Regions from separate parts of the Mus musculus genome. Here regions 2, 3 and 4 are each linked to region 1. Evidence: chromatin contacts called from public ChIA-PET and promoter capture Hi-C data. All regions are on one chromosome and are shown on one strand. The core of a region is the stretch at or near the end of the contact, and the rest is flanking DNA. Distances in the headings are between cores, read along the strand shown.

Region 1 (5,946 bases), core at 486-2,985:
AAGGGGACCTACGGGTACATGCAGAAAATGCAGTGTGCCTGGACATGGGAGCACTTGCCTTTAATCCCAACACTAGGAAGGCAGATCTCTGTGGGTTTCTGGCCAACTCTCTGTCTTAGTCAGGGTCTCTAGTCCTGCACAGACATGACCGAGAAGCAAGCTGGGAAGGAAAGGGTTTATTCAGCTTACACTTCCACACTGCTGTTCATCACCAAGGAAGTCAGGACTGGAACTCAAGCAGGTCAGGAAGCAGGAGCTGATGCAGAGGCCATGGAGGGATGTTTCTTACTGGCTTGCTCAGCTTGCTCTCTTATAGAACTCAAGACTACCAGCCCAGGGATGGCACCACCCACAATGGATCCTCCCACCCTTGATCACTAACTGAGAAAATGCCTTACAGCTGGATCTCATGGAGGCCTTTCCTCAAGGGAGGCTCCATTCTCTGTGATAACTCCAGCTTGTGTCAAGTTGACACACAAAACCAGCCAGTACACCCCCTCTCTCAGAGAGAGAGAGAGAGAGAAGACAGAGAGAAAAGGAAGACAGAGAGAAAGAAGAGAGAGAAAGGAGAGAGAGAGAGAATTCTGACTTCTTTTGGATCCCTATAAGCAAACCAACCGTAAAGAAAGCTGAACAGTAACTCATAGTTAAATAATATATAGTTAATTTTCTTAACTATATTTTGTTTTGGTTTGGTCTTTTTTGAGATTAGGGTCTCTCTATGTTGTGGCCCAGGCTGTCCAAGAATTCACTACGTAGATCAAGCTGAGCTTGAATTCAGAGATCCACCTGCCTCTGCCTCCCAAGTGCTGAAATTAATGGTGTATGCCACCACTGCCAGCCCTTCAACTTGACCGTACACTTTCAGTATTAGATGTATTTTCTGCATTTACCTGCCATGGTTAACTTCATTATAGCTGACACTTGTCTTAGCATTTAAAATACGCACCCAGTTCTCTAATCCCATGCTTCTCTTCCACAGCCCCTTGAAGGTCCCTGAATTCTTATCTATACAAATCATATCCTCTTGAAGACCATTCCAAAATTCTGAACGTTTCATTTTTATGGTTGACTGTGGCTCATCTATGACATTTGTAGCATACTACCTTATACTGATTTGTTGCTGTTGTTACTTAGTTTCGTTCATGCAACAGGTTGCATTATCAATCCTGACACACTTATTGAATACGTCTATATTTTGGGCCTGTGTTTCTAATAAGTGTGCTACAATGAATAGACAGTCTCGGAATTTGTTGACGGTTACAATTTAGTAAGGAAAAATCAGAATTACGCCAACCACAATTGCAAGTATTTTAAGAGGGTTTCTTTTGCAATGGAGTTGTATCATTGCAGCTTCTAGGAGAATGAAGTCCAAAAATACGGTAATGTTAGCGCCAGACATCATCGTAGGCTTAGTTTCCCCTCCGCTTACTTGACCACCGTAGCGCCTGAAAGAGCCTCTGGCCCTACACTTCAGACAAGACCCAGAAGGCTTTGCAGCGCCGCGGAGAACTCTGGGATACAGGTGGATAAACAAAGCAAAGAAAAAAGGCCATGACCCAGGCCCGAAAATCTGCCATTAATTTAATGGATGTCTTTTTCGACTCTTTTGGGGTGCTTACCTTTCCTGAATGCCCCATCACCGGAGGCCTCACTTACGTCCGCAAAAGCCGGGAACAGCGCCATGATCACAGGCCGCACTACCACTCCTGCCTCAGAAATGGCGCCGTCTGGAGAGCTCTGGTTGGAGGACGGTGACTCGCGAGGCACTCTGGGAAATGTAGTTCTTCCTGCACTCTTTAAGGCTTAACTCCTGGGCAAGGCGGTGCGGAGACCCAAAGGGTAGAGAGGGGAGGAGGGAAGAGGGTGAGATTGAGGAAGAACAGTTTCCTTGTAGTTAGTGCCCTCCGGCTTCACTGAACAATGGACAAGCAGGAACCGGAAGAGGAAGTTGGGAGGGGGGAAGGTGTGGAAACTGGAATTCAGCTCCTCTGGTAAAAGCACATTGCCTCCTTTAAACTGGATCAAAGTAATCAAATTCTGTAAGATTCATTTTCCTCCTCTGCAAGATTGTGTGTGTGAGTGTATGTATACGTACACATATACATGTACAAATTGCAATTGTTTCACCCATAAGAAGCATTTAAAAGGTGGCTTTAAACTGGGTGTGGGGGCAAACCCCTTTTAAGTCCCAACACTCAGTGGTAGAGGCAAGTGGATCTCTGTGAGTTCGACACCAGCTGGTCTACATAGTAATTTCCATGAGAGTCAGAACTGTATAGAGACGATGTCTCAAAAAAAGCCAATAAAAAGAAAGAAAAGAAATGAAAAATTAGCTTCTATGTGAGATGTGACAAGTTCCACGGCAAAATGTAAGTGATCCAAATATAAGTTGTCATTTTAAATACCCTAGGAATACAGAAGAGTACAAAGTCCCAATAAGATAAAGGTCTTTGACAATAAATGCATATACTTACCTATAAAGTATTTTTGAGATTCCCCTACCAAAAAAAAAAAAAAGGTTGGGTGCAGGAGCCAATGAAATGGCTTAAATAATAAAGGTACTACCAAGCAAGCATGGATACCTGAGTTTCATCCAGGCTCCACAAAGTTGTCTTCTGACCTCCAAGTGCACAGGGCACCACAATAAAATAAAGTTTAGAAAAAAAAAAAAGCTAAACCCAGAGATGTGACTAATCATCTAAACAAAGGAATGGATGGAAACCTATCCAAGCAGCTCCGTGTACCATGTAAACTGTGTGTACCATGTAAACTGTGTGTGTCCAAAATAAATGTCCAAGTTTTCAGGTCCCTAAAAGTACTTGGAAAAAGGAGGCCAGTAGAATCCACTTGTCTTCAACTGTAAATCTCAAGTTCCGCCAAACCTGACAGGAAGTTATCTCAGTTGATTAAATCAATATCTGCATCAGGGCACGATGATGCTCACCTTTAATCTCAGCACTCTGGAGTCAGAGGCACTGGCACTCACTCTGTGAGTTTGAGGCCAGTCTGATCAACAAAGCAAGTTTCAGGACAGCCAGGGCTACACTGAGAAATCCTGTCTGTCTTAGTTAGGGTTTTACTGCTTTGAACAGACACCATGACCAAAGCAAGTCTTATAAAAAACAACATTTAATTGGGGCTGGCTTACAGGTTTAGAGGTTCAGTCCATTATCATCAAGGTGAGAGCATGGCAGTATCCAGGCAGGCATGGCACAGGAGGAGCTGAGAGTTCTATGCCTTCATCCAAAGGCTGCTAGTGGAAGACTGACTTCCAGCAACTAGGGTGAGGATCTTATGCCCACACCCACAGTGACACACCCATTCCAACCAGGTCAAACCTATTCCAACAAGGCCACACCTTCAGATGGTGCCACTCCCTGGTCCAAGGATATACAAACTATCACACTGTCTCAAAACAAAACAGAAAACAAAACTAACTAAAATGGTTACAGTCTTTCCCCAATGTTTCATCTCTTTCTATTCCAGAAAAATAAGAATTAAATGTGAAAGGCTTCAAAAAAATTTTGAAAGCCATGATAATGTATTGATAACAAGGAATCTTGCTGTAGTGGATATTTGTGTATTTACAAACATGTAAGAGACTTTTCGTAAGCAATTCATAAGGACAACTTAATATATAATCAAGTTACTGATACAGATTTCTAAAGTTTTGTTTTCTGGGAGGATTTTTACTTTTTTAAAATTTGTGTGTGTGTACGTGTGTGTGTGTCATTATGCTTATGTGGCAGGAGCTGATGGCCACTGAGACATCTCACCTGCCCTGTCTTTTGGTTTTAGTTTTGTTTTTGTTTTGGTTTTTTTTTTTTTTTGTTTTGTTTTTAGATAGATCTCAGTATGTAGTACAGGCTCAGACTCTTTATCCTCTTGCCTTTCTCTCAATTAAAACAAAACTTCACTTTTAGTGTAACATACGAGTAAATTTTGCAAAGGTTTAGCAGACACAGACATTTGTATGGAGTGTGTAGCTTTCACCCTAACAAATGTTGAAAAAACAGATTCTCTATGTAGCCTAGGCTGTCCTGGAACTCTCTGTGTAGATCAGGCTGGCCTCAAACTCACAGAGATCTGCCAGTCTCTGCTTCGCAAGTGTTGAGATTAAAGATATGTACCATAATGCCCAGTACATTTTGAAAACGTACAGAATTAATTTTCAGTGTAGCTGCCGCAGAGGCTGGAAATCCTGCTTGGTCTCCAATGTTTCTATGTGATCCTTTCCTGAAAAGCTGTGCTGACCTTTGGTTTAAATGATCAACGTTCGAGTGGTAAAGGCCAGTGCTTAAGAATACTTGCTGCTCTTACAGAGGACTTGGGTTGTTATTTTTGGGGTTTTTTTTTGTTTTGTTTTGTCTTGTTTTTGTTTTTGAGACAGGGTTTCTCTTTATAGCCCTGGCTGTCCTGGAACTCACTTTGTAGACCAGGCTGGCCTCGAACTCAGAAATCCGCCTGCCTCTGCCTCCTGAGTGCTGGGATTAAAGGCGTGTGCCACCACGCCTGGCAGGGTTGTTATTTTTTTTCAACATTTGTAAGGGTGAAAACTACGTGCTCCACACAAATGGGCATAGGACTAAATTTGCTATGGCTGTGATTGCCAGACCTTTACAAAATTTGCTACTAGGTTAAACTAAACGTTACGTATTGAACTAGACCTGGTGGCGCACACCTTTAATCCCAGCACTTGAAAGGCAGAGGCAAGTGGATCTCGAAGTTGAAGGCCAGCCTGGTTCTGCAGAGTGAATTCCAGGACAGCCAGGGCTACTTGGAGAAACCCTGTCTCAAGAAAATAGGAAAGTTTTGAATATTCTTTTCTGCCTAGAAAACCCATCACAAAGGACGTGAGAACCACTGACTTCACTGATCCTTACTCTAGCTTCCACGTGTAAACTCTGGGTATTTCCAGGGCGGGTGCCAGGGATTTCTCAACATAAACCAGAAATGGTTTCAGATCACCGATTGGCTCTATGGATATATGGCTAAGGGAAGAAGTGCGGTAGTTATTGTTATCAAGACCTCTGAAACCCATGACATCACATAGGTGACAGCGAGACCCCCATACCTGTTGCCAAGGCAGCAGCCACCATATTCACAGAATCCACTTGGCTCACCTCCCACCTTTACCTGTGACTATGTCACCATGCATATATAGAGAAAGGCCCCTCTGATCTCTCGATCTCTCTCTCTCTCCTTCCCTCCCCCCCCCTTCTCTTTCCACTGCCACTTTGCCCTTCTCTCTCTCAATAAACCTCACGTGGAACTGTTTGGCCTGGTGTGGTCTTTCTGGAGCTGGGAGACGATCACAACACTAGTAGCCACCCAGTGTGCGTGCAGAGTACAATGGCCCAGAAGATGAGGAAACTCAGCCAAGCAGAGAAAAAAAAGGAAAGGCCAGGTTCGAGTTGAAGAAGACCCCAGTGGTTTTGAACTGCTACTTCTTGATGCCCCTGGAACCCAGCCTCACTTCTGTGTGTTTGCTATAGAAAACCACCGAATATACTTATTTTTCCCATTTGGGGAATCAAATTCAAGTTCACTTTCTATCACTGCAACCCAAGGGTCTTAGAAACAGAACAAGTGAGTAAATTTCCACATGCTGGGTCATGGTCCCAGAATCTGGTCCTGTTCCCGGTCAGTTGGAATGATGACCTCTAAGCTGGTCTACTCAGGCTAGGCCAAAATCAGACTCCCTTTCATCTTTCTGCAAAAAAGAATCCACACTAACTCAGGGAAACTGGAGGAACAGGTCTATCTGCCCACTCCATCCTAAGGAATTTTTTGTTGGTCCCTATGAAGAAAACAAAAATATGCCCTTGGGAAACCAGAGCTAACAGCAAGAAAATAAAGGTCTGGATCTGTTTCAGCATGTGGAGGGGAGTGGGGGCAGGTTGAGGGTGGAGGGGAGTGGGGGCAGGTTAGGGGTGGAGGGGA
Region 2 (6,073 bases), core at 2,920-5,419, 350 kb after region 1:
ATGTCTGCAGAGGGCCCAGAGACACTGAGGGTAGCGCAGACAGCAAGGGCTGAAACCCCAGAAGGGGAGAGAAGGACAGGCAACAGGGAACACTGTTGTCACAGCTTTCTACAGCCAGTGTGCACTTCACAAGGGCAGCATGTCTCAACTGAAGCTGGCCCCATTTCAAGTGGTCAGTAGCTACCCATGGCTGTCAAAATGGGCAAGGTGGGACCACTGTGAAAGTGTATCTCACAATATTCATCTCTAGCTATGCCTATGACTCCAAAAAGATGCTTAAAAGAATTATTAGCAAGACTGCCAGAGTAACAAAATGTGGGATATATTTACTTTTTTTTGTTTGTTTGTTTTTTTGTTTTTTTGAGACAGGATTTCTCTGTGTAGCCCTGGCTGTCCTGGAACTCACTCTATAGACCAGGCTGGCCTCGAACTCAGAAATCCGCCTGCCTCTGCCTCTCGAGTGCTGGGATTAAAGGCGTGCGCCACCACGCCCAGCATATTTACATTTTTTATCTATAAAGATATACACAGAACAGAATCTTTTGCTTATTAGTTTGTTTTTAAACAACCCCCAAAACTCCCCACCACCACCGTGTAAGCTGTCTTGCAATCTGTGATCCCTTTACTCGGCCCCCATTGCTAGGATCACAGGAGTGTTAGTGTGCAGAAGGCTAGCAGAGCTCAGTGGTTTTCACTTTGGGTTTTTTTTTTTTCTTGTTTTTGTTTTGTTTTATTTTGTTGTTTTTAAAATGGGGTCTTTACTATATAGCTCTGGCTGAATACATGTCACTATACAGACCAAGCTAGTCTTGTCTGGAATTCAAACTCACAAAGATCCTCCTGCCTCGGCTTCCAGAGCACTAGAGTTAAAGGCATGCACTACCATGCCTGGCCCCAAATCCTTTTATATTACTTACAGGGGGGAAAGTAGAACTTTCTCTTAAAAGCTACAAGTTTTGATGTCAGGATATTTATTAACTATAATAATGATAAGATCACTGATCATCAATCTATGCCAACCCTTTTCTGTATACTTGGTTTTTATGGTACTGAGAATCAAATTCTGGGCTTCAAGCTTGCTAAGCAAGAGTTCTACCATTGGACCCCTGTATATTTTAAGGAAAGGGGGAAAGAAAGAGAAAATACAGTGAGCCCTAGATTTGACCTCAGCCTCAGTTCCCAGAGGCGCATTCTAAGAAAGCATCCTGTGCACCCACACTGATGGCTCCTCTCACTGCTTTCCCACAGCCACACCCATCTCCCTGCTGCAGGGCCTGCGGCAGAATTCCCAGACCTACAACAGCAGAGGAGGACCTTAGCTACCTCTTCTCACTACGTGACCTCTGACAGCATCAGTCCTCCATTTGTTAAATGGAGGCTACACCTCAGGGAGAGAGTAGGACCAGACTGGTGAACCCAGTGGGAGGGCACCAGGCTGAGGGAAAGGAATGGCACACTCTCACCAGAGTCAAGGATGAAAAGGACAGAGAACAGTGGAGAAGGGGGCAGGAAGGTTACAGTGTCCTAAGATCTGTCAAAGAAGAAACAGGCTTCCACTAGCAGGCGCTTTCTCACTATACCTGGCCAACAGAGCTTATGGTCTGACTTTAGTTTAGCATGCTACCAAAATCACTTCTCAATGTCTTTTACTCTCTAGGTTCCCTTTTTAATCTGCCAAAAAAATTATGTTTTCTTTGTCCTGGGGGGGGGGGGGGCAGTTTCCTGTCACTCATTCTTCCAGCCAAAACAGAGAATTAGACATCAAGAGCTCTTGCCAAAATACCTTTCAGAAACAGACTCAGCCCTAATACTCAAGGGGTCCTGGGTGGCTGGACTCTACCTGTACTTGCCAGAATCCCATGGATCCCCAGTTCACAGTCTACCAGCAGGAAAAGATGCAGTCATCATTACACCAGCTCTTAGTGCCGGAAGTATCTGGCTACATGCTGGGACAATGAGGCAAAAAGGAAGAAGGAACCCCAAGCCATGGGAATATTAATTTCAGATGGATTAAAGAATTAAGTAGAAAGAAGAAAGGATCAAACAGACTTTCACTCCCCCAAGTGTGGACCTATGGAGACTAACTTTCTCCCCCTGGCTTAGTCACAAAAACAACGTACAGAACAGAAACAAGCTCAGAGACCCTTAGAGAAAGCTAACAGACACAGAGCTGCCTTCAATTTCCACTTGTGACTTGGGAATGGCGGCCTGCCCTTTGAGCTCTGCCCACAAAAGCCTTAGATCTGAGCATCTTCCTGTCCCAGAAAGTACTCCCCAGGCACTGTGGAAAGCACAGGCAGGGTCTCCAGCTACACAGGGAGCAGCCACCCTGCAGATTGGCCAGACCTTCGGCCTCCAGGACAGAGAAGCCCAAGCAGCACCAGGTGGAAAGAGTCTCAGGCTTAGGCAGCCTGGGGCCAGAGTCCAGGCTTACTGGCTGTATGGGACAGAAGACTCACCTAACCTCTCTGAGCAGTGGTTTCCTCAGCTGGCAATCGTAAGAATCACACAAGAGATGCAATATAGCACGTAGCAGGTGCTAAGCAACACTAGCTACTAGGACTGATCTTTTCTTTCATGAAGGACCTACTACATCCCAGAATAGTAACACTGGAGACGGAAAGCTCTCTAAATCCACTCCTTGTGCACCCGGGGTCTGCAGCATTATCAGAGTAAAGAAATAGTGGATACCGCTGACTATCAGCCCAGCCATACCAGGCTCTTACTAAGCACGAGGCCATGTACCAAGCAATTCCTGAAAGCAACATTAAGCTGTTGAGACTATCACCATTGCCATCTCACACAGAGAACAGGCAGCAGAGAGAAAGTACATCCTGGAGCTGGGCTCTGAACCCAGACAGTTCCTGACACCCTCTCTCCCACATGCCAGGCACAAACCATCCAGGCTTTGGCATCTAGACATGGTCAGCCTTCACTCCAGCCCCTCAGGCTCTAGGCTGCAGATTCCACCTGGACAGGTGGTTTTGGAATCCTCTTCCTGCCCCATCGGCTTGGACTCTGGGAAAATCCGAGTGAGTAGGGGGTGTGAGGGGCCTGAGTCAGACTGGTTTGAAAGTGTATTCCAGTAACTGAAACAGAGCTAAAGCCGGAGGTGAACCATCAGCCAAACGCTGCCAGAAAAGAGGGCAGATGTTAGCCTCAGTGGATGGACCCAGGGCCCTGGTTCAGCTCTAAACAGAAAATCTACAAGTCCTATGGCCACCACAGTTCAGTGCCTGGAGCACTTGGCTCTTTGGTACCCCAAGGAAGAGAGGGAGGGCTGTAGCCTTTGTCTGCCTCAGAGCAGCTCCCTGGTAGGCTAAGCAGCTGGTATGCAGAGATCTGATACTGAAAAAAAAGTCAGGTTTCTTCTCTGTTTTGTGGAGTTCTTGACACCAACACAGAAATCTCAACCACCCAGTTCATATGTCACTTAGCTCTATTCAAACCATTCCTGGTGTGGCTGTGACCCAAGAGGGGAAAGACAAGCCTCTATTCAAGAAGAGCTGGTTCTGCAGCATCATCCCCTTTGTCACACAGCTGAGACAGCTGGGTTCTCTGCTTCTCCTGTGTCATGTTGGTGACACCCCCCCCCCATCTGGCCTTTTGTGACAGGTAATGGTATTTTCAGCACCTGTGATTCCCCCAACTCCTAAGTGTTCTGATAAGACACAAACAAGTAGTATTGACAGGAATATAAATCGGCAGGAGTGCCTCCAGGGGCAATTTAGCAATTTCTATATAGTAGTTTATAGACCTGTATCATCTGACTCAGGAATTCCAGGTCTAGGAACTTTTCCCATGGATCTTTGCATCTTTGAGTACAAATGCATAGTAGAGACAGTTTCCTATACACAGCTCTGCCTGAAATGGTAAAGAACAGAAAACAATACATATAGGGACTTGTTTGATGAATGTTGATGTGTCCAATGAAACATAACGCATCCATTAGACAAATTAAACAGCCAGAATTATTTAAGCACATCTGTGTCACCTAAATATATGAATGCGCCCTGTCTTCAACAAACTCTCCAAGCTGAGCAACAGGATAATGTAAGCTATGATAGACACAGAAGCTTAGAAAGGGGAGGACTCACTTCCTCTTCCATCTGACTAGCTGTGGTTATCAGTGGACTTCCTCTTCCATCTGACTATCTGTGGGTATCAGTGGACTTGCTCAGGCCTAAGTTGATCATTCAAGAGCAGCAGGCACCAGGCCCAGCCCTGTGGTCACAGTCTGCTGTAAGGCATTGCATTTTGAGCCAGTTTGTTACATAGTAACAGCCAATAATCTCAAAGACAGAGGGTTAAAAAAAAAAAAAGCAAGAGAGAAAAGAGGGTGTATAGAATGGTATTATTGTGTGGAAACAGCAAGAGGCAGAGAGGGAGGCAGTGAAGGGAGGAAGAGGAAGATGAGGAGGAAGAAGAAGGAGGAAGGAAGAAGAGGAAGAGAAGGGAGAAGGAGAAGGAAGAAGAGGAAGAGGAGAAGAAGGAGAAGGAAGAGGAAGAAAAAAGGAGGAGGAGGAATGGGGCCTGAGAGACAAGTCTACCATCTTGAGTTCAATTCCAGGGATCCATGGAAAGGTGGAAGAAGAAAGCCAGCCCCACAGAGTTGTCCCTTACCTCACATGGATACTATGGCTCATGCATGCCCCTCCTCCCAATAAATAACATTGAAATTATACATATGGACAGGCTACTTTAGACTCCCCATATAATGTCCCAAGAGTGGCTGTACTGGTAAAGGGCTGCGAGAAGGCAGACAGTATGGGGTGAGCATTCATTCATCTTGTACTCTACAGAAGATCCCTCATTTACAATGAACTTAATAAGTTTCCAACTTTATTTTTAAAGATTTATTTATTTATTATATGTAAGTACACTGTAGCTGTCTTCAGACACTCCAGAAGAGGGTATCAGATTTCGTTACGGATGGTTGTGAGCCACCGTGTGGTTGCTGGGATTTGAACTCGGGACCTTCGGAAGAGCAGTCGGCGCTCTTAACCACTGAGCCATCTCGCCAGCCCAGTTTCCAACTTTATAATGGTGTAAAATAAAAACCAATACTCTAGATTGTGAATATCTTTTCCAAGTTTACTACTAATGTAGAAAGGACTCCCTCAAAATGTTTGGGTGGCTTTCCATCATCCTTGCAAGCACATCACCCATGTGTGCACCCAGGTATTTGTGTTGGGTGATTTTTCTCTAACTGTGAGGTAATCTAAGTGCTATCAGGCTAAGAAAGCTATGACTCTTGGCCCACTGAGTCTACTAAATGCATTTTCAACTAACACTACTTTCAACTTATGCAGGGTGTGATGGCTAAATTTACTGTCAATTTCACTAGATTTAAAACCACCTAGGAGACACACCTCTGGAGATATGTATGAGGACATTTAACAGAGGTGTGAGACTACTCTACCAAATTTACCAGAGGAAGAAAGGCCTTCCCTGAACATGGGCAGCACTACCTTATAGTCTGTATCCTAAACCAAATACTACAAAAGGCAAGAGGAAACGGTCTGCAGAAAACCAGCATTTGCTTCTCTCTCTCCAACCTGATTCTCTGAGACATGAACAAGTGTCCACAGCCAGGCAGAGACTCTCCAAGGAAAGGGTTCTTGAGATAGTGACAACAGAGTCAGGAAGTCAAAGATCTGTGAGAAGGGCATTCCAGAGAGGGGAGGTGTCAGGTGGCATGGTCTAGGACCCGAGAGAAAGCTGTGCCCTTGGACAAGCTCAGTGCAAAAGTCTTGGAGGTGTGTGAGCAGTGGATGACATGCCCTGACTTGAGTTTCTGAGAGCTCCTCCGTCTGCTGTGTGGCAAGTGGACTCAGTGAGAGGACCGAACAGGACTAGATTTTCCCAGTGAGGAGACAGCAACTCAGACAAGAGTGAGGGAAGAAAGTGGGAATATAACCCAGAGGCAAAACAAACCAGGCCTGCTCCTGGACTGTGCTGGGAATATGGCCCCAGCAGTTCCACACCATGATCTCGGGAAGGTGTGAATGCATTTTATGGGACAGTGTGAAGGGCCTGGAGATGGAAGGATTATCCTGAATTGTGTGAGCAC
Region 3 (6,783 bases), core at 2,959-5,458, 510 kb after region 1:
AGCGTGGTGCAGCAGCTGCCCTGATTTCTAATGAGATACCCCATTTTCTAACTACATGCCCCATTTTCTATTTCTACCTCACCTCCGTTCAAGCAGCCTTCAGCCAGCAAATAACAAGGGCATTGAAAGTCTGCTTCCCTCTTGCTGACAGGAGCCTGGTAAGGCCATTCCCCGAGAGGTTCTACCAGCACCTGACCAATACAGATGCAGACACTCACAGCCAACCATCTGACTGTGCCCAGGACCCTAATGGACAAGCTAGGGGAAGGACTGGAGGAGCTGAACGGAATTGCAACCCTGTAGGAAGAACAATATCAACTAACTTGACCACCCAGAGCTCCCAAGGACTAAAACATCAACTAAAGAGCATACATGGAGGAAGCCAGGACACCAGATACATATGTGGCAGAGGATGGCATTATCTGACATCAATGGGAGGGGGGAGGAGGCTTAATGCCCCAATGTAGGGAGATGCTAGAGGGAGAGACGGAAGTGGGTGAGTGGGTGGAGGAGCACCCTTATTAGAGGCAAACGGGAAGGGGAAAAAAGAGGATGGTATGGGGGGGGGGTATGTGGAGGGGTAACCAGAAAGGGGGATATCATTTGAAATATAAACAAATAAAATGATTAATAAAAAAAAAAGAAAGTCTGCTTCCTCTTTCCTATCCAGAGCTACCCATGAGTTCAAGCTAAATATAGACTATTCAGACACAAGCTTGCTTAGGCTCACCCCACTCACCAGTCTTCTCTACTCTTGCTTTCCTGAAGCACTCTCAGAATAAATCCTATATACTCAAACTCCACCCTGGGCTCTCGCTAGCTACAGTGATTTCATATGGCATCAATAACAAAAATTGTTATTTATACTATGAAGGCAAAGTATCTCAATACTTTTCATATTGTACAAAACATCATAAGCAACCTCTAGGAATTATATACACACTGTAAGCTTACTACACACATGCACACACACACACGACATACCCTGATGGAGTTTTCAGAACCCGGGCCATTGGGTTACGACATATTACAGAGTACATTATTTAGGTGGCTCACAGGATGTAGGGTAAGCAACCCAAAGAGTCTCTACCACATATATCATTACTTCCACAGTACAACTGGCAAAAACTGTTGGTGACTAATTGGTATCATCCACACAGGGAACAATGTGTATTTTAAGGAGAGCCCCAGTGAGGAGGATGGGAAGAGGTGGTCCTACTCATTAGACACTACAATGAATAGTCTAGATTTCCACACTTAGCCTCATTTCAAGGTTTCACAAACCTTATTATTACATGAAAATCTGTTTCACTACATTGTGAGCTTTTTAAAGTAATTTTTTTAAAAAATCAACTACTCTATTCCAGCATTTAATTAATTAATTAATTAATGCCAATAAGTGAGTGAATGAATCTAACAAGTAACAGAAGTGGACTGATAATTTTTGGGTAGAAAATTATTATGATCTAATTTGTACTTTAGAAAGATAAGTCTTGCTATGGACAATGGACTGGCAAGGGGCAACTTGATCCCAAGTGCTGTGGTGGCTGTAGGTCCCTGTTTCTGAATCCCTCTAGGGGTCACAAGTCAATTCTGGGCAATGGTAGGCAGGTGCTACACCCCTGAGCTATACTACCAGCCCTCTTTTAACTTCTGAGGTAAGAGCTCACTAAAATTACACAGGCTGGCCTTGAACTTGGGATCCTCTGAACTTGGGCTGCTGCTGATGATGCTACTTCCTGGAGCAAGAGAACCTGGGAGTTGAATGTATCAAGCGATCTGAGCATTTTAGCACTTGTATGGATATATATCTTAGAATGTATCTGCTAGTGTCCACAATACACTGTTTGAGATTTTATTATACTTCAGAAGTCCAATTATTAAATAGTTAGGGAAAAAAGATAAAGAATGCATTCTTTTTATTTGACATGAAGGCAACATTCAAACCCATGTTTTAAAAATGTTAATAGAATTTTCAACTTGCAAGCATTTCATTTATAAAATATTGTTCACAGTTGTATTTTTATTAGAAATACTACTTTGTAAAAATGCTAACAAAGTAAGCAATTATATGAAGTAACTGATAATCTCTCCTTACATGGAAGGTCTAAATAATTTTATTTTTCCAACCTAGGATATAATTTCACTATGGATTTCTGACTCCGTATCTGACCTCTGAGAAATGATAGGTACTCTAACACCCTACTGTACACACAGCTAAGCGCCATGTTTCAGACTTCAGGAGAAACTAAAAGGAAAAGATAATAGAGAAGAGTCTAGTTTATTTCAAAGTTTCTAGATTGTGAAAGTAATCAGCAGATTAGTAACAGACTAAAGAAATCTCAAAAAGAAACCAACCAGCCTCCAAGTAAAGAGTTAAGAATATCACATGAATTTAAATATAAGATTTAAAGAGCCTGGGCTGGTCTTATAGAGCAGGCCTATAACACAGATCCTCAGGAGGATTCCAAGTTCAAGGCCACCTTAAACTAGAGACTGACTTCAAGGCTAGCCTGTGTAATTTAGTGAGCTCTTACCTCAAAGCAGAAGTTAAGAGGGCTGGTGGTGTACCTCAGGGGTGTAGCACCTGCCTACCAGGCACAGGGCCTTAGGTTCAATCAGCAGTAAAAGAACAAAATAGCAGAGCCTCTGAATGTTCAAACATTCAGCAATGCCACATTTCAGCAATTCGATGAACAAGTTTTTCTAGTTCAGAATATATATAAATTAATTTATCAGAAAAGAGTTTTAAGTTTTACTTCCTAAGAAAAACCTTACATGACACACAAAGACACATGATGAAGTTCTTCTATTATTCTAAGTGGTGCTGGAAAAAATTATCTTTTTAAAAAGGTAATAAAACCGAAAGATTAGTGGTGAAATTTTGAATAAAAATTGATTTTATTATATTCATAATGAAACTGTCCACCTACTCCATTTAGTCATCAAAACTTTGATTTTAAATTCAGAAATGTCTACAGTGACAGTTCTTAGTTACCCATCTTTCTTAAGAGCTGCAGTGTCACAGAGAGAGAGAGAGAGAGAGAGAGAGAGAGCATCTGTGGCTAACAATAGACCCACTAAGGCAGGAGGGGAACAGAAAAGGAGATGGTTGGACAAGTTCAACAAGACAGAGACACAATTACTCCCCTGAGGGCCGCCTTCCAGGCCTGTGAGCAAACACCCAGAGGCAAGAGGGACATTAATCAAAGATCAGATGTGCTGAAAGCAGCCCAGGGTTTGGTTCTGCAAACATTAGACACGATGCTCACATGTGAAACAGCTTCTGGCTTCCCCTCATTATACTCCCCTGGCATGTTCTGGGAATCAAGGTATTAGTATCCTGAGAAAATGAGTGGGAGGAAAGAACTTCATTCTATTCTGAGTTTGTAGAACTTAGAACTATCTTTAAGATCTGGTAACAACTTGTTTTTCAAACTGCACCACACAGCTTCCACTTGGAAGACCGTTGCTTACTGACCACACTAATGGTTACAGGGCCATGCAGATTTTCTTGTCTCATTTTTGATGTAAGTTTGGTAATTTGTTTAAGACAGGGTCTCTGTACTGTCTTGGAACAGGATATGTAGAGTGGGCTGGCCTCACACTAAGATTGAGTGCCAGGATTAAGAGCATGCACTATCACACCCAGCAGTATGATTATTTATACACTTACGATTCATATGCACTTTATAGCATGTACCTCAGAAAATGAGTTCCTGTCACCTCTGAAATCATGTAACTTTTGTCTAATATTCCAGCTGTCTTAATTTAATTACACAAATGAGATATTATGGCCTTACATAAGTAATACTGTTTATATTTTATTTCCTCTTAATCCTTTTTGTATCTCAGAAACTCTCCTGGCATAATTTTTCTTTCCCCTAATAGCTCATCCTTTGCAATGTGAGGAACTATTGGTGTGAAACATATTCAGCGTTTATATGTTTAAAGTATCTATTTGGGATTGGAAAGATAGCTCAGTGTAAAGTGTCTGCTGTCACACGCATGAAGATCTGAATTCGATCCCCAGAACTTACATAAAAAAGCAAAGCATGGGTACACTTGTCACGTCTGTACTGGGAAGGCAGAGACAGGAGGATTCCTGGGGCTTGCTAGCCAGCCAGCCGAGCTTCATTACTGAGTCCCACACCAGTGAGGGATCCTATCTCAAAACACAGCGTGGACTGTAGCTGAGGAACTACAGCCAAGATTGTGCTCCGGCTTCCATATGCACAACACACATATACCTACATGCTCACACACACATGCTCATAGACACTCATACACGTACATACATATATAAATCTATTTTGTCTAAACCTCCGGAAAACAGATCGGCTAGAGACACAATTCTAGATCAACAGCCATTTCACTGTACAATCTGCAAAGATCTTTCTATGGCTGCCGTTGAAAACAGCAATTATGATTAAATTAAAGTCGCTATGGTCCACACAATCAACTGGCTGGGACTCATGGGGCCAGCAGAGATCAGGAAGCTGGTAGGGTTTTACCTAGGTTCTCTGCATCTATGTTATGGTTGAGTAGCTTGGTGTTCTTGTAGGAATCCTAACAGCAGGAGTGGGTGCTGGCTCTGACTCTTGCCTACTTTTCCTCCTAACTGGGCTGCCTCATCCAGCCTTGATAAGATGTTATGTGCCTGGCTGTATCTTAGCTTGTTATGCTTGTTGGCATGTCCCTGGGAGGTCTGCTCTTTTCTAAGGGGAAGCAGAGCAGAGGTGGATCTGAGAGCGTGGGGAGGTGGGGGGAAGAAAATAGGGGAGAGGAAACACTGTGGTCTAGATGTAATATATGAGAGAATTTTTAAAAAAAGAAAAACAATAATTGTTCTTTATTTTCAAAACATATCTCACTGCTGCTTTTGGGTTATCTCTATGTCCTTATGTTCAGCCAGCTTCCTTCATTTATTTACAGAAGAACTTTTTACTTGCCTGCTGAGGATTTTCTGTTTCCTAATTCTCAGAATTCATGTTTAATCAAACTTCAAAATACTCAGCTGTCATCTCTTTAAACAGGTCTTTCCTTATTCTGTTATCTCTTCTGCGGGCAGACAACTGTTACATCTTCTTTGCTTTGACCTCACTTTTTATATATGTTCATTTCCCTCATGATATGTTATTATGCATCTTTTGCTCAAATCTATCTTCCAATTCATTCTCTTTACTTTTATCTCATCTTCAAGTTAAAAATCTACAGTTTTTAAAATTTGAATAATTTTTTTTCTACTTTTTTTTTTTGGCGGGGGGGGGGGGGGGCGGTTCGAGACAGGGTTTCTCTGTGTAGCCCAAGCTGTCCTGGAACTCACTCTGTAGACCAGGCTGGCCTCGAACTCAGAAATCCACCTGCCTCTGCCTCCCAAGTGCTGGGATTAAAGGCGTGTGCCAACACCGCCCGGCTTTTTTTCTACTTATAATAGTAGCACTGGTAAAATAAATAGTATTCTGCTGGTCTATACCTTAAGTAGACGTTTAGAAAAATTATTTTAAATTTGTGTGTGCATGTACATGTATGTGTGTGTGTGTGTGTGTGTGTGTGTGTGTACAGGTGCACGTAAGAGTCCAGAAGAGGGTATGAACCCCCTGGAGCTGGGAGTACAGACAGCTGGGGGATACTTGAACTTAGGCACACTGAAAGGACAGTAAGCACTCTTAACTGCTGGGCCATCTCTCCTGCCCCATGGTCTTTGGGGAGGGGGGAGGGGGGAGGGGAGGAAAATCTGCATAGTAGTTTGTTTAGCATGTCTTGTTCATTGACTCATTCTTTCTTAGTCTCTCTCTCTCTCTCTCTCTCTCTCTCTCTCTCTCTCTCTCTTTTGAGATTGCCTAAACTGACCCTGAAAACGCAGTCTTCCTCTCCTCATTTCCCAAGTGCCAGGATTATAGGCATGTGCCAAACCCTGATAGCATGTTTTGTGTTTTTAAAAAGATTTACTTATGTCTATGAGTATTCTGCCTGCATGTACATATGTATGTGTTTGTTGTCTGCCTTTTGAGACAGGGTCAAATCTATGTAGCTCTGGCTGTCCTGGAATGAATTATGTAGGCCAGGCTAGCCTTGAGCTCAGAGATCTGCCTGACTCTGCTTCCCAAGTATTGGAATTAAAAGTATATACCACCAGACCCTGTGAGGGGCAAAAGAAGCTTTAGTATTGTGCTACCGTATGCATAGTAGCCACAGTTAAAAATAATAATGTATAGCCGGGCGTGGTGGCGCACGCCTTTAATCCCAGCACTCGGGAGGCAGAGGCAGGCGGATTTCTGAGTTCGAGGCCAGCCTGGTCTACAGAGTGAGTTCCAGAACAACCAGGGCTACACAGAGAAACCCTGTCTCGAAAAACGAAAAGAAAAAAATAAATAATAATGTACTGTTTATTTCAATATTGCTACTAGACGTTTTTCACATCTTTACTACAGAAAAGTCAGTGAAGTGATAAACACGTTAGACTATTACCTTCAGTAAATCTCTGTACAATGTATAAATAAATGGGAACATTATATTCTACCCCATAAGTATACACTGAATTTTCCAACTGAAATGAGTTATTAAAACAACCATAAGCAATTACATCATATTTCAAATCTAAAATAAATAATCTGTATCTATGATTCTTTGTTATTTCCAGTCTCTCAAACATAGTCCCTTGTTCCTGGATGTTTGCAATGTTTGTAGCACGGTCTTTACCTGTATAACTTTCTCCAGAATTAGATATCTATGTAAAGGCTTGAAAGATTACTCAGTCTGTGAAGTGCTAAGTTCAAATCC
Region 4 (6,188 bases), core at 2,595-5,094, 480 kb after region 1:
CTGGATATGGTCTCAACAGGTTCTCCCTCTCCTTTGTGGGGTATTTCAGCTAATGTCATCCCCATGGAGTTCTGGGAGCCTCAGGCTTTCCTGGCATCTGAGACTTTCTGTCAAACCCTATTTTTAATGATGGCATTTAAATGCTTTAATCTCCCTTCTAGGCCACTACCCAACAGAGGTAGTAGAAAAGAAAGGATATGGGGGAAGTGGACCTGTTTAGAAATAGTTCTTTGGAGCAAACCCCATCTGTGTTGTCAGGAAATCAGCAGCTCAGCTCACAGGGATAAATCACAGTGATTCAAGTTTGGCAGAGTCAAGATTCAGCAAACACAAATCAGCAGCCAGCTAGGACTCAGCCAAATCGGCCCAAGTCAGCAGGAGAGACCATAGCCGACACCAGGAACATCAGAAGTTCTCAGCTGTGCCTCTCTCAGCAAGCAAAGATCAGCAAAGACTTGAGACCAACAAGTGTTGCATAGCTAGTTCTACCAGCAAGCCTCTCTCACAGTCGGTTGAGTACTATTCATACACCCTCCAGACATCACGAGTCCTCCAAGGCTCTTGCCTTACCACCTGTCTTGCCTCAGCATGTGCAAAACTCCAAGTGTGTCTATCTCAGCTGACATCACTGTGCCAATCAGCCCGAGTCCACAGAATCGGCAAGAAGCTGCAGCACATCACCAGAAGTTTTTTGGTATGTTTCTCTCTATGGAGTCCCGACAAACCCAGCTCAACTATGCAATGTAAGGCCGACCAATACATGACATGTGTGTTGTTAGCAAAGACTCCTCCATCAGGTGTCCTTTCACGTGCTTGCTTTAGCAGAACATCCTTTCACCTGTGTCTGCTTCTGCAAAACCTTCCTTCATGAGTCTGCCTTAGCCTTTCACCTTGCTCTCAAACTGCTTCAGCGAAATGTTCTTTCATGTGTCTGCTTTAGGAACACATCCTTTCACTTGTGTCCGCTTCAGGGAAATACTCCTTACTGTATTTGCCCCAGCAAAACACCATCTGACTCAACTGACTTTCCAGAGAACCCGCTTGTCCCAGTTAAATTTCTGAAGGCTCATTTGCAGTCAAAGAACCCCAGAGTAGACATTCTATGGGGATTCTATGTAGGATTAAAAATGTATAGTAAACACTTAGTGTAAATCTGTTTTATGGAGTCTTGGCTGGCTTGGTACTCACTATGTAGCTCAGGGTACCCTTGAATTCCTAACAGTCATCCTAACTCAGCTTTCTAAGTGCTATGATTATAGGTGTGTGTGCCATCATTCTCAGATTAATTTTTCCCCCTAAAGCTGTGCTAACGTACAATAATCAGTGGTAGATTTCTAGGGTAGAAAATTCAAAGGCAGCAATTTGTGTCTTAGACTAGTGAAAACAGAGCTGTGTGTTCCTGGAGAAAGAAACAAATAGGACTTGGCTTTGCCTACAAGAATGCTTGCAGACTTGCAAACCTCTTAAACTTGTCCTGAGATGTTATCATTTTAATTTGTCTACCTGTTCAAACAGATAGATGAGAAATGGGTAATAGAGAAGATCTACAGTCAAAGCTTTTACCAGGGATTAGAATCTCAGATAGTTTACAACCAAGAAACATCGAATGTCCAGTTCTGAGAAATGCTGTATAATCTATTATACTGATATAATAGATACTGCAATATATACATCTTTCTGATACACTATTAATGGCTTTGGAGAAGTCCAAACAGCAGGAAGCTACAAACATGGGAAGCATGGTTTTAGAAAACTTGCATCCTGTTTTCAGGTGCACAGTATGGGGCCTGCGGGTACTCTCAAACTGTTTCTGCCTTTAGTCTAAGAAACTAAGAAAATAATCCTTTACTCCACACAGTGCTCCTAAATGAGGAAAGATTGAAGCTTCTCCTAGGATACAGGGTCTCAACTATGGCCTTATAAAAACAGAATGAAACAAGCAAACAAAACCAAAACAAAACAAGCTTAATGGTACAACATCAAACTGTAACAGTAAAAAGAACCCCCATAAAAATCCAACACTCCTCCATTTGCTCACTTGCTGTAGAATTCTCTGCTTTTAACATCATATCTCCCCTGAACCAGTTGAGAATACTGTTCTTTATTCCTAAAACTTTCCAGAGACATTCTCTCACATAACCACATCATAAAAATACCATTGCTTTATCTAGACTTCCTGCTCAAATTTTGTCATTTGCCCAGGATTCTTTGTAGTGACTTTATTCCACTCTAAAATCCAGCTCAAGATCACACAGCTCATTGGAAATTACATAAGACATGTGTGGATGCTTCCATCATTCTTTTCTTACTCCTGACATCTTTGAAGAGGATACATCCTGAGTGTACACAAATCTTCAATGTAGATTTTATATGATGTTGTCATGGTCATATGAAAGTAATAAACTCCTCAAACAAATGCCAATGGATGACGCCATCTTCTTAGGTCACATGGGAAATACAGATGAGTTTTCCTAACACTAGAGTTAATTTTGATCATGCCATTAATTTAGTCATTGAAGTGTTGATTGTCAGTTTTCTCCACTGTAAAGTTACTATGTTTTTCCTTGTACTCAACTGGCAAACCATGAAGAAATGAACTGAGATTATGCAAAACTATCCTGCTTCTCACTAAACTACCACCCACTCATTTTAGTGTGGAGTGATGATTTTATAACTCTCTTTCCCTCTCTATGTCAGTATTATTCCACAAGGGAAAGCTTTGCTTCTGCCCCCATTACACTTTCTTCTTTATACCACAACAAGATGTTCTAGTTCCATCTTGTACTTTTCTCAACTTTATTTTGATAGTTAATCTGATGGATCACTATCTGCCAGCGATGGCACTAAGCACTTTACAGACATCAAATCATTTAAGTCAAACAGCTCCAGAAAAAGTGGGCTAGCCGAGGGCTGGGGAGATCAAGAATTGCACCTGACACTTTCAGTTAGGAAATGCCGAAATTGTTTTCAAACAGAAAAAAATTTAAACAAAAAATGCATGTTTACAGAGGAGTGGGTAAATAATTTAGCTCGGTTACAGTGCGGGTAGGACAGCAGAATAACAGGAGATTGGTAGGAGAGGAGACAGGATGTCAGAGTAGTCTGAAAACCTGACTATAGAGTTAAGAGTATGTCATGGTTACTCCTGATTGGCAATAAGATTGAATTGAGATTGCACTAAAGCCCCCCCCCCAACCCCGTATGTCTATGCAGTCTAATTATTAACAGTTTAACAATCAATTGATAAACTCAAAAATCCAAATAAACTGTAGAAAGATGGTGCAGGGTGGGGCCTGATTAGAGGAAATGTGTTGCTGTGGTCAGGTCTTTGACAGGTATATCTTGGCTGTGGCCCCTTCCTGTTACTGTTATGTTTCCTGGATGGTGTAAGTGAAGAGTATTTTTCTAGCATGCCCTTCCACCATGGCGTTAAGCCTTGCTACAAGCCAAGACACAGCGGAGTTGGCAAACTATAGGGTAAAATTATGAGTCAAAAAAAAAAAAAACTTTCCCTTTTGAATTCAGTCATTTGTCACAGAGACAAAAAAAAAAAAAACCCACAATTCTATTTAACATGCATTGTTCTGTTTCAAGTATATGAAAGTGAGTGAGCTTCTTTAAGCAATGGAGTGGCCTAAGTGTGATGACAGGGTAAGAAGGCTGGTAAACTGGGAAAGATAAAGAAAAGTAACAAAAATAGACATTGCAGTTGTTTTCCACAATCTGTTACTAAAATAAATGTGCTTGTCCTGATGCACCAAAATAACCCAGGAGTTGGACACACAGATGCCACATTATCTCGTTAGAGGTCAGCCATCTCACTCAAGTCACTTCATCTGCATCACAAAGGCGATAAGAGGGGTCCTATTCAATCCTAATCCAATCCCTAAGGGCTGCCTGCAAAGGCCTATGAGTTGCTATACTGAAAAATACCCAAAGTGGTGCCTGGTGGCAAGTAAATACTAAAGCAATCAAAAAGCGACTGTAAAAACAGTTGCCACATTCCTATCACACCCCCACTCTTTTGTGATTCTGGAGGAAGAAATCTAAAATTCTCTGGCTTACAGACAACCTGCATTCCCATTCTTATAATATGTAGAGTAAGAAATGTTCTCAAAATATACTTTATTTATCTAGCTGGGCAGGTATTTGGTAGCTCAGATACCTAAAACTACATTGCTGAGTCACAAGATATTTGCATATTAATTTAGTAAATACTGCCCATTTTTATTAAGTTGCTGTGGTTGGTAAGATGGCCCAGTGGCTAAGAGTAGAGAGTGTCCTTTTTTTTTTTTTTCTTTTTTTCTTTTTTTCGAGACAGGGTTTCTCTATAGCCCTGGCTGTCCTGGAACTCACTTTATAGACCAGGCTGGCCTCGAACTCAGAAATCCGCCTGCCTCTGCCTCCTGAGTGCTAGGATTAAAGGCGTGCGCCACCACGCCCAGCTTAAAGATGTTATAGTTTTGTTTTGTTTCTTAAAGATATACAGACACACTGTAGCTATCTTCAGACACACCAGAAGAGGGCATCAGATCCCATTACAGATGGTTGTGAGCCACCGTCTGTTGCTGGGGAATCGAACTCAGGACCTCTGGAAGAGCAGTCAGTGCTCTTAACCCCTGAGCCATCTCTCTAGCCCCTGAGAGCATCCTTACAAAGGACCCAAGTTCAGTTTCCAGCTCCCACATCGGGCATCAGAGGTCCACTCCAGCTCCAGAGGTTGTCAATCCCTCTCTGAACATTTTGGACACTAAAAGTCATTTATATTCAACAGTGTGTCCAAAAAACAAAATAAAACAAACCGAAACCCCTATAACTCTTAGGTGTCTTAATTTCTTTTCCTATTGCTGTGATAAAATACTTTGATAAATGCGACCTTAAGGAGAAAGGGTTTATTCTGGTTCACAGTTCAAAAGTGCTCGCTACCGTCTGTAGTGGGGAAGTCAAGGTGACAGCGCCTGGTCACACCCCATCCAATCACGAAGCAGAGGACAAATGCACACGGCTGCTCAGCTCACTTTCTACGTTTATATAGCAGTCTAGGATCCCATGCATGGAATGGTGCCACCCACAGTGAGTGTGTGTGTCTTCACATATCAGCCTAAGCAATACAACTCCCCACAGGCATATCTGGAGGCTCATCTCTCAAGTAGATCCTGTTAAATAGGCAACTTGCACTAACCATCACAATCAACGTCCTTATTCACTGTCGATCTATGACGCAGTCCCAAGTTACAGGTAATTTTAAGTAAATCTGCGTTTGTAGGAATTGGATCTGATAAATTTTCAGTGAAGTCGGGTAAGCTGTTGCAAATGGACAGAAAGACAGCGATGGAGCTTTAGGTGTAAGAGATTCTATGAAGGCTCCTAGAAGGTAAGTCTTTAAGATTCTTACCCAAAGATAAACTCTGAGCTACAGTGCTAATCAACCTGGCTGTTGCAATACTGGCATAATGCCATGGGGGCAACATGCTACCTTCTGGTAGATGGAGAAGCCTACCCCACAGGACAGTACTCTCGTCTAGGACTGTAAGCCCAGCCGCAAAACCAATGTATGAATGCCATAGTCCAAAGGGGAGAACTTACTATTATTATTTTGCTAAACAAATATAGTAAGAACTGCCTTTTATAGACTTATCTTTGTACTCATAGATGAGTGCAGCCTTCAGCAGAGGCCCTTTTTGTGGTGGTTAAAATACTAGGATTCATAACTGGTTAAAAGTATGGAGAATAAGTGACTATGGAGTGCTCAGCTGTTAAAGGAAGTGCATATCACATATACACAAACCCTCAATATTAAACGAACACCATAGAAGGGGCAAAAAGAATTTAAGAGCCATATTGGGGAAAGCTGATGTAAAACATCTTCTGAACAGGACATGCCTTCTATATAAACTCACTGCAGCTGAGGTTCCCTGTACAAGATCAGAATCATCAAACTTTCATCGAAGAAGGAGGAAGAGTTTATGAGGCCTCACACCTCCCGGAAGGATTACAAAGTTAACAGTGGCTGGAGGAAGGAGTGTCACTCTTTGGTGGTCTAAAGCTGCCTAGTGAGTGACTAGGCAGGCTCATGCAGAAGTCCTGCTCAGGTACATGGGTAACATGCCTAGGGAGACAAGACTGTAGGAAGGGGGCTTCCTGGGAAGAAGAAGGATTCAGTGAAGCAGCTGGGAAAGTAAAGCAAT

What was found. Promoter capture Hi-C pulls out the DNA fragments that hold promoters and counts their contacts. ChIA-PET counts read pairs in DNA pulled down with a chosen protein or histone mark.
Region 2: a contact with region 1 is called in a promoter capture Hi-C map of the HPC-7 cell line. The contact joins the enhancer-like site here to the promoter of Nrde2 in region 1. A contact is called at or near these places in 20 of 39 promoter capture datasets (the 3T3-L1 cell line, 3T3-L1-derived adipocytes, the C10 cell line and 11 more), 7 of 484 Hi-C or Micro-C datasets (B cells, bone marrow-derived macrophages, cerebellum and 4 more), 22 of 115 datasets of contacts at active chromatin or transcription factors (DN3 thymocytes, T-cell acute lymphoblastic leukemia, bone marrow-derived macrophages and 15 more) and 3 of 9 other capture datasets (adipose tissue, embryonic stem cells and liver).
Region 3: a contact with region 1 is called in a promoter capture Hi-C map of the HPC-7 cell line, with 2.8 times the contacts expected there. The contact joins the enhancer-like site here to the promoter of Nrde2 in region 1. A contact is called at or near these places in 5 of 39 promoter capture datasets (the 3T3-L1 cell line, the C10 cell line, the HPC-7 cell line and 1 more) and 2 of 115 datasets of contacts at active chromatin or transcription factors (bone marrow-derived macrophages and large pre-B cells).
Region 4: a contact with region 1 is called in an RNA polymerase II ChIA-PET map of memory CD8 T cells, with 9 read pairs. The contact joins the enhancer-like site here to the promoter of Nrde2 in region 1. A contact is called at or near these places in 6 of 39 promoter capture datasets (the 3T3-L1 cell line, the C10 cell line, hematopoietic stem and progenitor cells and 2 more) and 6 of 115 datasets of contacts at active chromatin or transcription factors (astrocytes, bone marrow-derived macrophages, effector CD8 T cells and 2 more).

The regions. Positions count from the first base shown.
Region 1 is chr12:100,157,918-100,163,863 of GRCm38.p6, forward strand. It overlaps Nrde2 (nrde-2 necessary for RNA interference, domain containing), which reads right to left and starts at 1,736. Exons shown (of 14, transcript NM_001290303.1): 1 at 1,623-1,736. The coding sequence starts at 1,686.
Region 2 is chr12:100,501,487-100,507,559 of GRCm38.p6, forward strand. All of the region lies in intron 1 of Ttc7b (tetratricopeptide repeat domain 7B), which reads right to left. Among named protein-coding and RNA genes, the nearest start is that of Gm36375, 9.3 kb to the left of the region's middle. Within about 2 kb of position 4,170, at least 57 of the 459 cell types and tissues checked have an H3K27ac peak or open chromatin away from gene starts, as enhancers often do. A contact at or near this core is called in B cells, the HPC-7 cell line, T-cell acute lymphoblastic leukemia and 3 more, where this site is marked.
Region 3 is chr12:100,666,078-100,672,860 of GRCm38.p6, forward strand. All of the region lies in intron 2 of Rps6ka5 (ribosomal protein S6 kinase, polypeptide 5), which reads right to left. Among named protein-coding and RNA genes, the nearest start is that of Rps6ka5, 56 kb to the right of the region's middle. Within about 2 kb of position 4,209, at least 15 of the 459 cell types and tissues checked have an H3K27ac peak or open chromatin away from gene starts, as enhancers often do. A contact at or near this core is called in the HPC-7 cell line, where this site is marked.
Region 4 is chr12:100,633,092-100,639,279 of GRCm38.p6, forward strand. The region is part of intron 3 of Rps6ka5 (ribosomal protein S6 kinase, polypeptide 5); the gene reads right to left. Among named protein-coding and RNA genes, the nearest start is that of Rps6ka5, 89 kb to the right of the region's middle. Within about 2 kb of position 3,845, at least 35 of the 459 cell types and tissues checked have an H3K27ac peak or open chromatin away from gene starts, as enhancers often do. A contact at or near this core is called in effector CD8 T cells, embryonic stem cells and memory CD8 T cells, where this site is marked.